Linked DNA regions of Sus scrofa: region 1 is linked to region 2. Evidence: chromatin contacts called from public HiChIP or PLAC-seq data. All regions are on one chromosome and are shown on one strand. Each heading gives the region's core, a stretch centred on a gene start, on an enhancer-like site or on the middle of the called end of the contact. The rest is flanking DNA. Distances are from core to core; before and after follow the strand shown. Region 1 has its middle 32 kb from the start of IFNAR1. Region 2 overlaps IFNAR2 (interferon alpha and beta receptor subunit 2).

Region 1 (6,075 bases), core at 327-2,826, 150 kb before region 2:
TTTTTGCATGTGTCTTTTTTAAGGAAAGTTTTGCAAGGACCTGATTCTTGTTCCACCTCTATTAGATAGCTATTCCATGTTCCTCTTATTACACGTGCAGTCAGAAAGTTCAATAAACACTGCAAAAATTCTTAACGTAACTCTGAACAGATTTCAGTGAGATGCAATCTTATAAAAATTTGCCCGAAATTGAGCCCCCTGAGTAAAACCTATGGAGGTGCCCTGTTCCGTGGTTTGTTGAGAAGCAATTTTTTCCTTTTTTTGTGGCTGCCTTGTGGCATATGGAGTTCCTGGGGCCAGGAACCAGATCCCAGCTGCAGCTGTGACCTACATCGCAGCTGTGGCAACACTGGATCTTTAATCCATTCAGCCAGGTCAGGGATCAAACCTGCCCCCAGCACTCCAGAGATGCTGATCCTGAAGTGCCACAGTGGGAACTCTGAGAAGCAATTTTATTTATTTATTTATTTATCTATCTTTTTGCCTTTTCTAGGGCTGCTTCCACAGCATATGGAGATTCCCAGGCTAGGTGTCTAATTGGAGCCGTAGCCACCGGCCTACGCCGGAGCCACAGCAATGCAGGATCCGAGCCGAGTCTGCAACCTACACCACAGCTCATGGCAACGTTGGATCCTTAACCCACTGAGCAAGGCCAGGGATCGAACCCTACAACCTCATGGTTCCTAGTCGGATTCATTAACCACTGTGCCACGACGGGAACTCCTGAGAAGCAATTTTAAATGAGAATTTTAGAGTATACTTAATAAACTTATTTACCTATCATTTGGGGAAAAGTTATTTTTGTTTTGTCATTTTCTTCAACAACTTAACCATTTTTCCATTATGGCTCCTGAGTTAACTAGTTGAATTAAGATGAAAGGGAAGAATTTGAGTCTTTTTACAAGACTTCCCCACACGGGTCAACTGAAGAGAATACATTGCACCATGCTCTGTAGAAAGAGGAGATCTCATAGACTATATTAAGGCTGTTTATTGGAGTTCCTGTCGTGGCACAGCGGAAATGGATCCGACTAGGAACCATGAGGTTGTGGGTTTGATCCTTGGCCTTGCTCAGTGGGTTAAGGATCTGGCATTGCCGTGAGCTGTGGTGTAGGTTGCAGACGAGGCTCAGATCCGATGTGGCTGTGGCTGTGGCTGTGGCCAGCAGCTATAGCTCTGATTGGACTCCTCCCCTAGCCTGGGAACCTCCCCATGCCGTGGGTGTGGCCCTAAAAAGCAAAGCAAAGCAAAGCAAAAACCAAAACCAAAAAAAGACTATGTATAGGGTTCAGTAGTCAAAGAAGGAAGGAGTGATGCCAAACGCTGTCCCCACACTGAACTCTCATCATAACCTCAAAGTGGTACCCAGCAGGGTCTGGCCTCTCCTTGGGGTCGTGGGGGCAGGAGATGCTGTAGTGTTAGTCCTCTGTCTTGGGTCATAGCTCTGACTGCTCTGTACCACCCACCTTCTTGTTCAAAAGACAAGAGCCAAAAGATGAGTCAGAGACAACTCAGCCGGGAGGACGTGCAGTACAGGGTTGATACCCTGGGGCCAGAGCTGTCTCCTTTCAGGTCCAGCTCAGCTCTGAAGCGGGGCTTGTTTCTTCCCATCCTCTCCAAGGCTGTCTCTGTGGACTGAGGGCTTCCTTCTCAATGACTCATCTACAACATTGTACTCACTACAAGGCAAAAGGAAGCTAAGTATTGACTCAACTGTTTTCTCGTTCTTGGTAAAACCAACAAACAAACCATTTCTGGGTCAGGTCATGGTGACCAGAACAAGATTCTGAATTCTTCTTTCCTTTCCTCGTTGTTCAGGTTGAGATGGTCACAAAGACAAGAACTTCAAGAAACTCCCCGTGCGAGTTCTCATTGCGGCGCAGCGGAAAGGAATCTAACTAGTATCCATGAGGATGTGGGTTCGATCCCTGCCCTTGCTCAGTGGGTTAAGGATCCGGCGTTGCTGTGAGCTGTGGTGTAGGTCGCAGGCGCGGCTCGGATCCTGCATGGCTGTGGCTCTGGCGTAGGCTGGCCGCTACAGCTCCGATTGGACCCCTAGCTTGGGAACTTCCATGTGCTGCAGGTGCAGCCCTACAAAGCCAAAGATAAAATAAAGTAAAAATAAAAAAGAAGAATAAGAAGCAGAAGAAGCTCCCTGCATAACCACGCTTTGAATACCTATCTTCTGAGGGTAAAAATACGCTGAGCTTAGTGTGCAACCCTTTGGAAAGAATTGGGGCAGAGCATTTAAGAAAAAGTTCCAAGCCAGTGTTTTTCAGGTTGCAGATTTATGTGTGGGGTATACTAACCCTCTTCTAGAAATTTCAGAATTTGCTTTCACTTCAGTGGTCATCTTTAAAAAATGAATACAACCATATTGTGTCAAATACAGCTTCTGCATGGCTATATTGATGCCGTCAAGGGCCACCATACAGTCTTTTGACCCTTGGATAGCGGTGGGGACTGAGGCACTGCCAGGCATGCAAGAAACAGCATTCATCTCAGTCGAAATGAATTCTTACCCCTCCAGGTAGAAGTGACCAGAAGCTTGGAGCGTGGGTGGGTGAAGGATGTTAACTGCATAGGACGTAGCATCCATGTGGGCTGCTTGGATGATCAGCCTTGGGGCCAGGGAATCCAGGATGTTGGGCCCTGGTGGAGTTTCTTTCATGGCTACCCTAGTCCTGGGCTCACTGTGCAAACACCACGGGGGCTGAGGATGGAGGCTGATGCCCTCCGTTGGAAGGGTGGGCTCGTTCACCTGGTGGACCAGTGCCTCCCCCATGGTGGAAGTGCTCTGGAGAGCGCTGATAATAGACACTGAGACCCGCCCTTTCCCCGGACCTCTTTGTCCCTGATTTTCCAATTTCTTTCACTCCAGGCCACCTGGGGAATTCAGGGGTACAAGGGAAGGCATGTAACATTTATTTATTGTCTTTCTTTTTTTTAGGGCCACACCCGTGGCACATGGAGGTTCCCAGCCAGGGGTCTAATGTGGCTGCCGGCCTCCACCACAGCCACAGCAACACGGGATCCGAGCCAAGTCTGCAACCTACACCAGAGCTCATGGCATTGCCAGATCCTTAATGCATTGAGTGAGGCCAGGGATCGAACCCATGTCCTCATGAATACTCTTCGGGTTCATTCACCACTGAGTGACATCGGGAACTCAATTTATTCATTCATTTAAAAATGTGTGGTGGGAGTTCCCACCATGGCTCAGCGGTAACAAACCCGACGGGTATCCATGAGGACGCAGGTTCGATCCCTGGCCCCACTCAATGCATTAAGGATCTGGTGTTGCCTTGAGCTGTAGGGTAGGTCACAGAAGTGGCTCAGATCCTGTGTTGCTGCGGCTGTGGCGTAGGCTGGCAGCTGCAGCTCCAATTGGACCCCTAGCCTGGGAACCTCCATATGCCACAGGCGCGGCCCTAAAATGAAAAACAAAACAAGTCTTAATGTCCACTTGTACAAGGTGTGATGCTGAGCCCTGTGGCCACTGTAGTGAGCAGGACGGTCTCTGTCTTGCCTTCTAGGAGCTGGCAGTCTAGGCAGGGAACGGTCCCTACGGGAGTCACTTCCAGGGTGGGGTGGAGTACAGAGTGCGGAGGGGGCCACAGAGGGAGCTCACAGCCTGGTCCCAGAGTCATAGCTCAAGGAATTCAAGGAATGCAAGGCTGGGAAGGTTGGGCTGGAGAAAGAGCCAGGTGATGCATGAAAAGAATTTGGGGCTTAACCAAAGCACCATGGAAAAGCATCTGACAGGTACCCCCAGTGCCTGCCCCCAACCCCACGATGAGCCACTCTCTCCTGTAAAGAGAATGACTTGGAAAACAGCAAGAGAGGAGGGGACCAGTTAGAAGGTGGCACAGGAGTTCCTGTCGTGGCTCAGTGGTTAACGAATCCGACTAGGAACCATGAGGTTGCGGGTTCGATCCCTGGCCTTGCTCAGTGGGTTAAGGATCCGGCGTTGCTGTGAGCTGTGGTGTAGGTTGCAGATGCGGCTCGGATCCCGCGTTGCTGTGGCTCTGGCGTAGGCCAGTGGCTACAGCGCCTATTCAATCCCTAGCCTGGGAACCTCCATATGCCGTGGGAGCGGCCCAAGAATGGCAAAAAGACAAAAAAAAAAAAAAGGTGGCACAGATGGGGGGCGATGGCGTAGAGGTGGAGGCATTCAAGGGCACGTGAGAAGGTGGAATGAATGAGATGTGGGGAAAGACGGGATACGGAGTGAGGAAGAAGGGAGAGTCGGAGACACCACGTGGGTTTCTGGTCTGAGCACATAGGTCTGCTTCCAGAGCTGGCACAGAGTGCCCTGGAGGGGAGCCTGGAGGTTCCTCTCTTTATTATTTTATTTTATTTATTTAAAAAAATTTTTTTGTCCTTTTAGGGCCACACCAGAGGTATATGGAGGTTCCCAGGCTAGGGGTCCAATCGGAGCTGTAGCCGCTGACCTACACCACAGCCACGGCAATGTCAAATCTGAGCTGTGTCTTCGACCTACACCACAGCTCACGGCAACGCCGATCCTTAACCTACTGAGCGAGGCCAGGGATCGAACCTGCGTCCTCATGGATGCTAGTCAGATTCATCTCCATTAAGCCACGATGGGAACTCCTGGAGGTTCCCCTCTGCATCTACATTTATTGTTGTCTTAGTAAGAAATCAGTACATGGAGGTGCTGAGGCGAGTAAAAGGCTGCCCTGCCCCCAGGGAAGGCGATCCGTTTGGCAAGAAAGATGCGCACACAGATAAATGCAAGGCAGTGGATTCGGGTGTCAGGAACGTTCCTGCCTTTTGACCATGTAATCCTCCTCCTGGAGAGTGATCGGAATGAAACAGCTCGAAAGGAAACTTTGACTACCTCTCAGTTCCACAGACGCCCTTTTGGGGCAGCTACTCAGAATACATCACACAGCATGTGGCCTGAGGAATCACTGATAAATTGACCTGGCCCTTGACCTCAAGCTGCTCACAGTCCAGTGGGAAAGATAAGCGTGAGAGTAGCTGTGATACAAAAGGATAGGGGAGCAGAACCGGCTGGGAAGCGAGGGAAGGTGGGCAGCCGGCCAGATTCTTCAGACAGGTCCTGCGTCCCACAGCCTGGAGCTGCCTCCCTCAAAGCATCCTGGCAGAATTAGATTGGAATATGTTTTTCTGGCTGTGGAATTTTTTCAGTGTTAACTCTTTCAACCACTATTTATTTGTTTATATTTTATGGCCCCACCTGCAGCAGGTGGAAGCTCCCGGGCCCGGGACAGAATCCAAGCCACAGGTGTGACCTATGTTGCAGCTGCGGAAACACGGGATCCTTTAAGCCACCTCGCTGGGCCGGGGATCGAACCTGCACTGGCACTGAGCTGAGTTGCTGTGACCTGATCTGCAGCAGTCGGGTTCTAACTCCTAACTTCTGTATTAAATTGTAATAAAACATGTTACATGCAATGGAGCTAATATCCATTTCTGCATGAAGCGTTATTTACATTGCTTTGGGGCATTGGGAGGGCCTAATAATGCTTTTGAGACTTAACCCTCCTAAGGGTGCCAGATTAAAATACAGACATCAGAGTTCCCATCGTGGCTCAGCCGTTAATGAACCCGACTAGCATCCATGAGGATGCGGGTTCGATCCCTGGCCTCAGTGGGTTAAGGCTCCGGTGTCGCCATGAGCTGTGGTGTAGGTTGCAGATGCTGCTCAGATCCCGCGTTGCTGTAGCTCTGGCGTAGGCCGGTGGCAACAGCTCCGATTCAACCCTCAGCCTGGGAACCCTATGCCATGGGTTCGGCCCTAAAAAGACAAGTAAATAAATAAATGAAATATAAATATAAATAAATAATAAGATAGAGGACATCCAGTGACAAGTGAGTTTCACTTAAACAGATGGACAATGTTTTAAGGATATGTCCCAAATATTGCTTGGAACATAGACTAAACATTTTTTCATTGTTCATCTGAATTTAGAGCTAGGGCCCAAAGATGACTGCTACATATTTATGTGGTAGAAGTCATGCAGAAGATTTCAAAGAGGGAATGAAGTATATTTATATTAAAAAAATCATAATCATCTCTCCTCT
Region 2 (5,285 bases), core at 1,485-3,984:
AATTTGTATGTGTCCCTAGAAGTGAAGTGGGTCTCTTGAAGACAGCATATATATGGGTCTTGTTTTTGTATCCATTCGGCCAGTGTACGTCTTTTGGTTGGGGCGATTAGTCCATTCACACTTAAGGTAATTATTGATATGTATGTTCTTATTGCCATTTTATTAATTACTTTGGATTTGTTTTTGCTGCCCTTTTTCCTTTCCTTCTTGTCTTGTTCTTTTCTGCCTAGAGAAGTTCCTTTAGTATTTGTTGTAAGCCTGGTTTAGTGTTGCTGAATTCTCTCAGCTTTTGCTTATCTGTGAAGGTTTTGATTTCTCCTTCAAATCTGAACGAGAGCCTTGCTGGGTAGAGTAATCTTGGTTGGAGGTTTTTTCCGTTCATCACGTTGAGTATATCATGCCACTCCCTCTGGCCTGCAGAGTTTCTGCTGAAAAATCTGCCGATAGCCTTATCAGGGTTCCCTTTATGTTATTTGTTTCTTTTCCCTAGCTGTTTTCAAGATTTTCTCTTTGTCTTTAATTTTGGTCAGTTTGATTAGTATGTGTCTCAGGGTGTTCCTCCTTGGGTTCATTTTGTATGGTACTTGTTGTGCTTCCTGGATTTGAGTGAGTGATTCCTTCCCCATGTTAGGGAAGTTTTCGGCTATTATCTCTTGGAATATTTTTTCTGTCTCCTTCTCTCTCTCTTCTCCTTCTGGCACCCCATAATACACATGTTGGTGAGTTTCACGTTGTCCCAGAGTTCTCTGAGACTCTCTTCATTTGTTTTCAATCTTTTTTCTCTTTTCTGTTCTGCATCCTAATTTCCACTAATCTGTCCTCCACTTCGCTTATTTGTTCTTCTGCCTCCTGTATTCTGCTGTTAGCTACTTCTAATGAATTTTTTATTTCAGTTATTGTATTTTGCATCTCTTCTTGTTTAAGTTTTATATCTTGTATCTCTTTGGTCAGTGTTTCCTGTAAGTTATCCATCTTTGCCTCCAGTTTATTTCCAATGTCTTGCATCTTCTTCCGCATCAAAAGTCTAAAGTCTTTTTCCTGGAGGCTGAGAATCTCCTCATGGCTTAGCTGTTTTTCTGGGGTTTTTCCTTTCCCCCTCATCTGAGTTATAGTCCTCTGTCTTTTCATTTTTATAGGTTTTTGGTGTGGTGGACCTTCTTACAGATAATAGAGTTGTAGCCTCTCTTACTTCTGATGTCTGCCCCCCCTGTAGCTGAAGTCAGTATGGAGGCTTGGTGTAGGCTTCCTGATGGGAGGGGCTGATGCCTGCCCCCTGGTAGGAGGAGCTGATTGTAATCCCTCTGGGGGGTGGGGCTTAGTCTTTGGATGGGATTAGAGGCAGCTGTGTGCCTGAGGGGTCTTTAGGTAGCCTGTTTACTGAGGGGCGGGGCTGTGATCCCACCTGGGTTGTTGTTTGCCCTGGGGCTTCTCAGCAGCTGGCTGATGGGTGGGGTCAGATTTTCCCAAAATGGCCACCTCCAGAGAAAGACACAGCTGCTAAATATTCCCGAAAGCTTTGCTTTCAATGTCCTTCCTTCACAACAAGCCACATTCACCTCTGTTTTCCCAGGATGTCCTCCAAGAACTGCGGTCAGGTTTGACCCAGATTCCCTTGGAGACTTTGCTTTGCCCTAGGACTCAGTGCACGTGAAAGTCTGTGTGCGCCTTTTAAGAATGGGGTCTCCGTTTCCCCCAGTCCTGTGGAGCTCCTGCACACAAGCCCCACTGGCCTTCAATGCCAGATGCTCCAGGGGCTCTTTCTCCCTGTGCCAGATCCCCACATGTGAGAGTTTGATGTGTGGCTCAGAACTCTCACTCCTGTAGGTGAGTCTCTGTGAACCAGTTAGTTTCCAGTCTGTGGAGCTTCCCATCCAGGAGGTATGGGGTTGTTTATATCGTGAAATCGCCCCTCCTACCTCTTGATGTGGCCTCCTCTTTTTCTTCTGGAGTAGGGCATCTTTTTTAAGGTTTCCGGTCCATTTTGGTGACGTGTGCTCAGTCTTTAGTTGTGAATTTTGTTGTTTTTAGGAGAGAAGTTGAGCTCCAGTCCTTCTATTCCGCCATCTTAATCCCGTCTCTCAAGAACTTTCAAATACTTTCTGAATAAACAGGTTAAGAGCTGAAACAGCGAACAGACTGACTGCGCCAAACATGCCCCTCAAAGGAAATCTTGGTTACTCCATTTTGCTCCGGTTTCAGCTGAGATGTCCTTCTGCGACCGCCTCCTCTTTCCCTCTTCTCCCAGCAATAGTTTGTTTCAATTAGCCAACCGGGCAGAATGGGCACCCTGACCTGACCCATGGGAAGGGGACAGGTACCTCACCTGCGTTAGGGATAAATAGGGAGGGTCTTCTCTTCTTTGCGCGTGCTTTTGGAGTACCTGCACCCTTCTGCAGAAGTAAAGAGGCGTGTCAAGATCTCCCCTTGTCCATGTGTCTCATTTTTGGACACTGACGATCCGAGCCATTTTCCAACAGGGAGAAGCCTGCACAGTCGAGGGCATCCCCCAGATACTGGGTGCACCAAGATTATTATATGCCACCTTGGGCCTGACTCCCGTATACCTGATCATCTGCCTTGGGGGCTCTGGTCCCTCTGTTTTGTTCTGATGGTGGTACATCTTTGCCTTTGTTCTGTGTTTGCAGAACCTTTCATCTCCTTAGCAGCTGAGAAGCACACACACACAACTACACAATGAGCAGGCTCGCTTCCCTGATCTGGGCCAGGGGCGGCCTCCTTCCCATCTTTGTTCCTGGTGACTCATACTCTACTTTCAACCAGATGTCTGGTTCTCGCGTCTTGTTTGCTTGGAGAAATCTAATTGCCCATCTGGGCATCGTGCCTGGAATTGTTAATGGGGTATTTTTGGTCTCTCCCTGGTTCTCAACCAATCAGGCTTGCTGAAGCACAGCTCTTGCAACTCTCATCTCTGTAGCCAGGGCCAGCTTTGGCCACCAACCCCCCTCCCCCCCGGACACTGCACACAGAAAGGGTCCCACATGTGGTTTAGTGCTCTCACTGGGCCATCTTGAAATTCTTCATCTTTTTATCTTTGAACTTCAGGCTAGTTAGTAAAGTCGAATGGGACAATGGCAACACGTGGTGGGCTTGGAGCCTCAGTTCACACTTGGGTCTTGCTTCTCCCTCCCCGGCAGGATGGGGTCCAAGGCCCTGCCTGGCCCCTCTCTCTGCACCCCAGGACTGCTGACATTCTTTTCTGGGGGGACAGTAACTGGTCGCATCATGGGAGAGCCCCATGTTGCACCGATGCCATCTTGTGTGTGCAGAGAGGGTAAGCCAGGCAGAGTGGACGCTGTCCCTGGGCTGCCTCGCTCGGAAGATGACTGGCTGGTCTGGTGTCTAGGTCAGCCTCAATCCAGGTACACAGCATGGCCAGGAGCAGAGTTTTCAAGGAGCCGACTTAGATGGCATTCCTTTTTATCACAAGTTCTCCATACCTGAGTTTTTTATTTTGACTAGTCTCTTTATTTGCTATTTGCTGGATTTTGTTATCCAGGAGTTTTGTTTTGTTTTCCCATAAGAGCTATTGGGTGCAAATTTGAGAAGGCCTCCTGCCTGTTGGTTTTTTTTTTTTTTTCCCGTGGTTTTCTTTTTTCTTTTCTTTTTTTTTTTTTTTCTTTTTAGGGCCCCACCTTCCCAGGCTAGGGGTCAAATCGGAGTTGCATCTGCTGGCTTACACCACAGTCAGAGAAATGCCAGATCCTGAACCCACGGAGGGGGAGGTGAGGGAATGAACCCATATCCACATGGATATTAGTTGGGTTCTTAACCCACTGAATCACAACGGGAACTCCTGAGAAGGCCTGCTGTTGACTTGCAACTTGAATGACCTCTTCGCTGAATGAAATACCCTCTTGCGAAAAAGCTTCTTGCCCTTAGTCTTCCCTCAGCACCACTGTCTTCTGGCATTTAGCACAGTTCTGGAGAAGTCTGAGGCCAGCATGATTTGGTTTTTCCCTCATTTACTCCTTTTTTTTTTTTTTGGATTCCTAAATCACTCGTTTCCTTTGAATTTCCATTGTTGAAGCTATCTTGGCACTGCTCATTTCCAGATGAAAATTTCCTGGAAAATGCCATGCTCTTTTGGCCTACAGACCATTTTTTCTTTCTGTCAAGGAACAACCTTGGATGTCACCAATATGCCAGGGGCTGGGATGGCAGATCCATGGGAAGGGGAGACAAAGGTCTGACTTTCCCTGAGCCCATCCCAGGCTGGTGTGTGGCGTGGCCAGCACGAGCGGGTTCCCAGCATCCCCCAGGCCCAAGGGCATGTGTGCCCAGGGTGGCCAGGGCAGAGGGGCCTCGGGCATCTGTGGGGAGCAGCACTGCCCCTGAGTATCTCCGTGCAGAGGGAGTGCTCTGTGGGCTGGTTGTGTCCCTGGGTGGGGAACCCCCCCCCTTCCTCCTTGTACCCTCCCCAGTCTGGCTCAAGTTTGCTGCTTCTGGTTGAATGCTCCCAGTTTGTGCTATAAAATGCCAGCTCGGTAATCTGGTGATTTTCCATCTGGATTAAATACTCCTATATTTGCATTTAGATCTGGCTTTGCATAACATGGGGTAGAATGGTAAAATTCATGCTTCTAAATACATTTTTTTTTTTTTTTACTTAGAATGACATTAAATAGCAAAAAAAAAAAAAAAAAAAAGAGAGAGAGAGAGAGCAAGACAAGTTGAAGAGAAATTATGGATGAAAACAAAGAGCTTTATATTTTGGTACCTTCAATGGTACTCGTTCCTGCTTTCTGAATAAATGGGCCCTGCCTTTTAATTTTGCTCTGAGCTCTGCAGATTCTGCTGCCAGCCCAGCCTGGGTTGCCTGACAGGGTATCAGGGCCTTAGGCTGAATTCAGGACTGCCATCGGCTTCTCTAGTGCTCCCTGCAGTAACTGTCCCATGTGAGTGGCGAGTGCTGGGGGACACATCATACCCTCCTCTGGCTTTCTCCTACCCCACTCCCCCAGACACCCTTGCCATTGATACCCAAACAAATACCACCAATTGTCAATGCCCCTCCATCCCCCCTTGCCCCCACCCAAATGAATACTACCCAGCAAAGTGATTATTCTCTGAATTCCAACTCCTCCTAGACAGACAGACAGGTGGACAGACGGCCCTGCAGAACTGGCTGCCTCCCATTCTCCCGATAAAGAACAGACTTGTGTCTTTTCTTCTATCTGGCACAGCCTGATGCCTGGCACGTCTTTGCTAGTCAGTGAATGAATGGATTCAGAAAGACTACAAAATAAAATTACACAATTTTTTCC

Evidence for each region. HiChIP or PLAC-seq counts read pairs in DNA pulled down with a chosen protein or histone mark.
Region 1: a contact with region 2 is called in an H3K27ac HiChIP or PLAC-seq map of alveolar macrophages. The contact joins two enhancer-like sites. A contact is called at or near these places in 2 of 47 Hi-C or Micro-C datasets (blood and liver) and 2 of 2 datasets of contacts at active chromatin or transcription factors (alveolar macrophages and skeletal muscle).

The regions. Positions count from the first base shown.
Region 1 is chr13:196,954,867-196,960,941 of Sscrofa11.1, reverse strand. No RefSeq gene overlaps it. Among named protein-coding and RNA genes, the nearest start is that of IFNAR1, 32 kb to the right of the region's middle. Within about 2 kb of position 1,576, at least 4 of the 83 cell types and tissues checked have an H3K27ac peak or open chromatin away from gene starts, as enhancers often do. A contact at or near this core is called in alveolar macrophages, where this site is marked.
Region 2 is chr13:196,809,465-196,814,749 of Sscrofa11.1, reverse strand. All of the region lies in intron 1 of IFNAR2 (interferon alpha and beta receptor subunit 2), which reads right to left. Among named protein-coding and RNA genes, the nearest start is that of IL10RB, 41 kb to the left of the region's middle. Within about 2 kb of position 2,734, at least 13 of the 83 cell types and tissues checked have an H3K27ac peak or open chromatin away from gene starts, as enhancers often do. A contact at or near this core is called in alveolar macrophages, where this site is marked.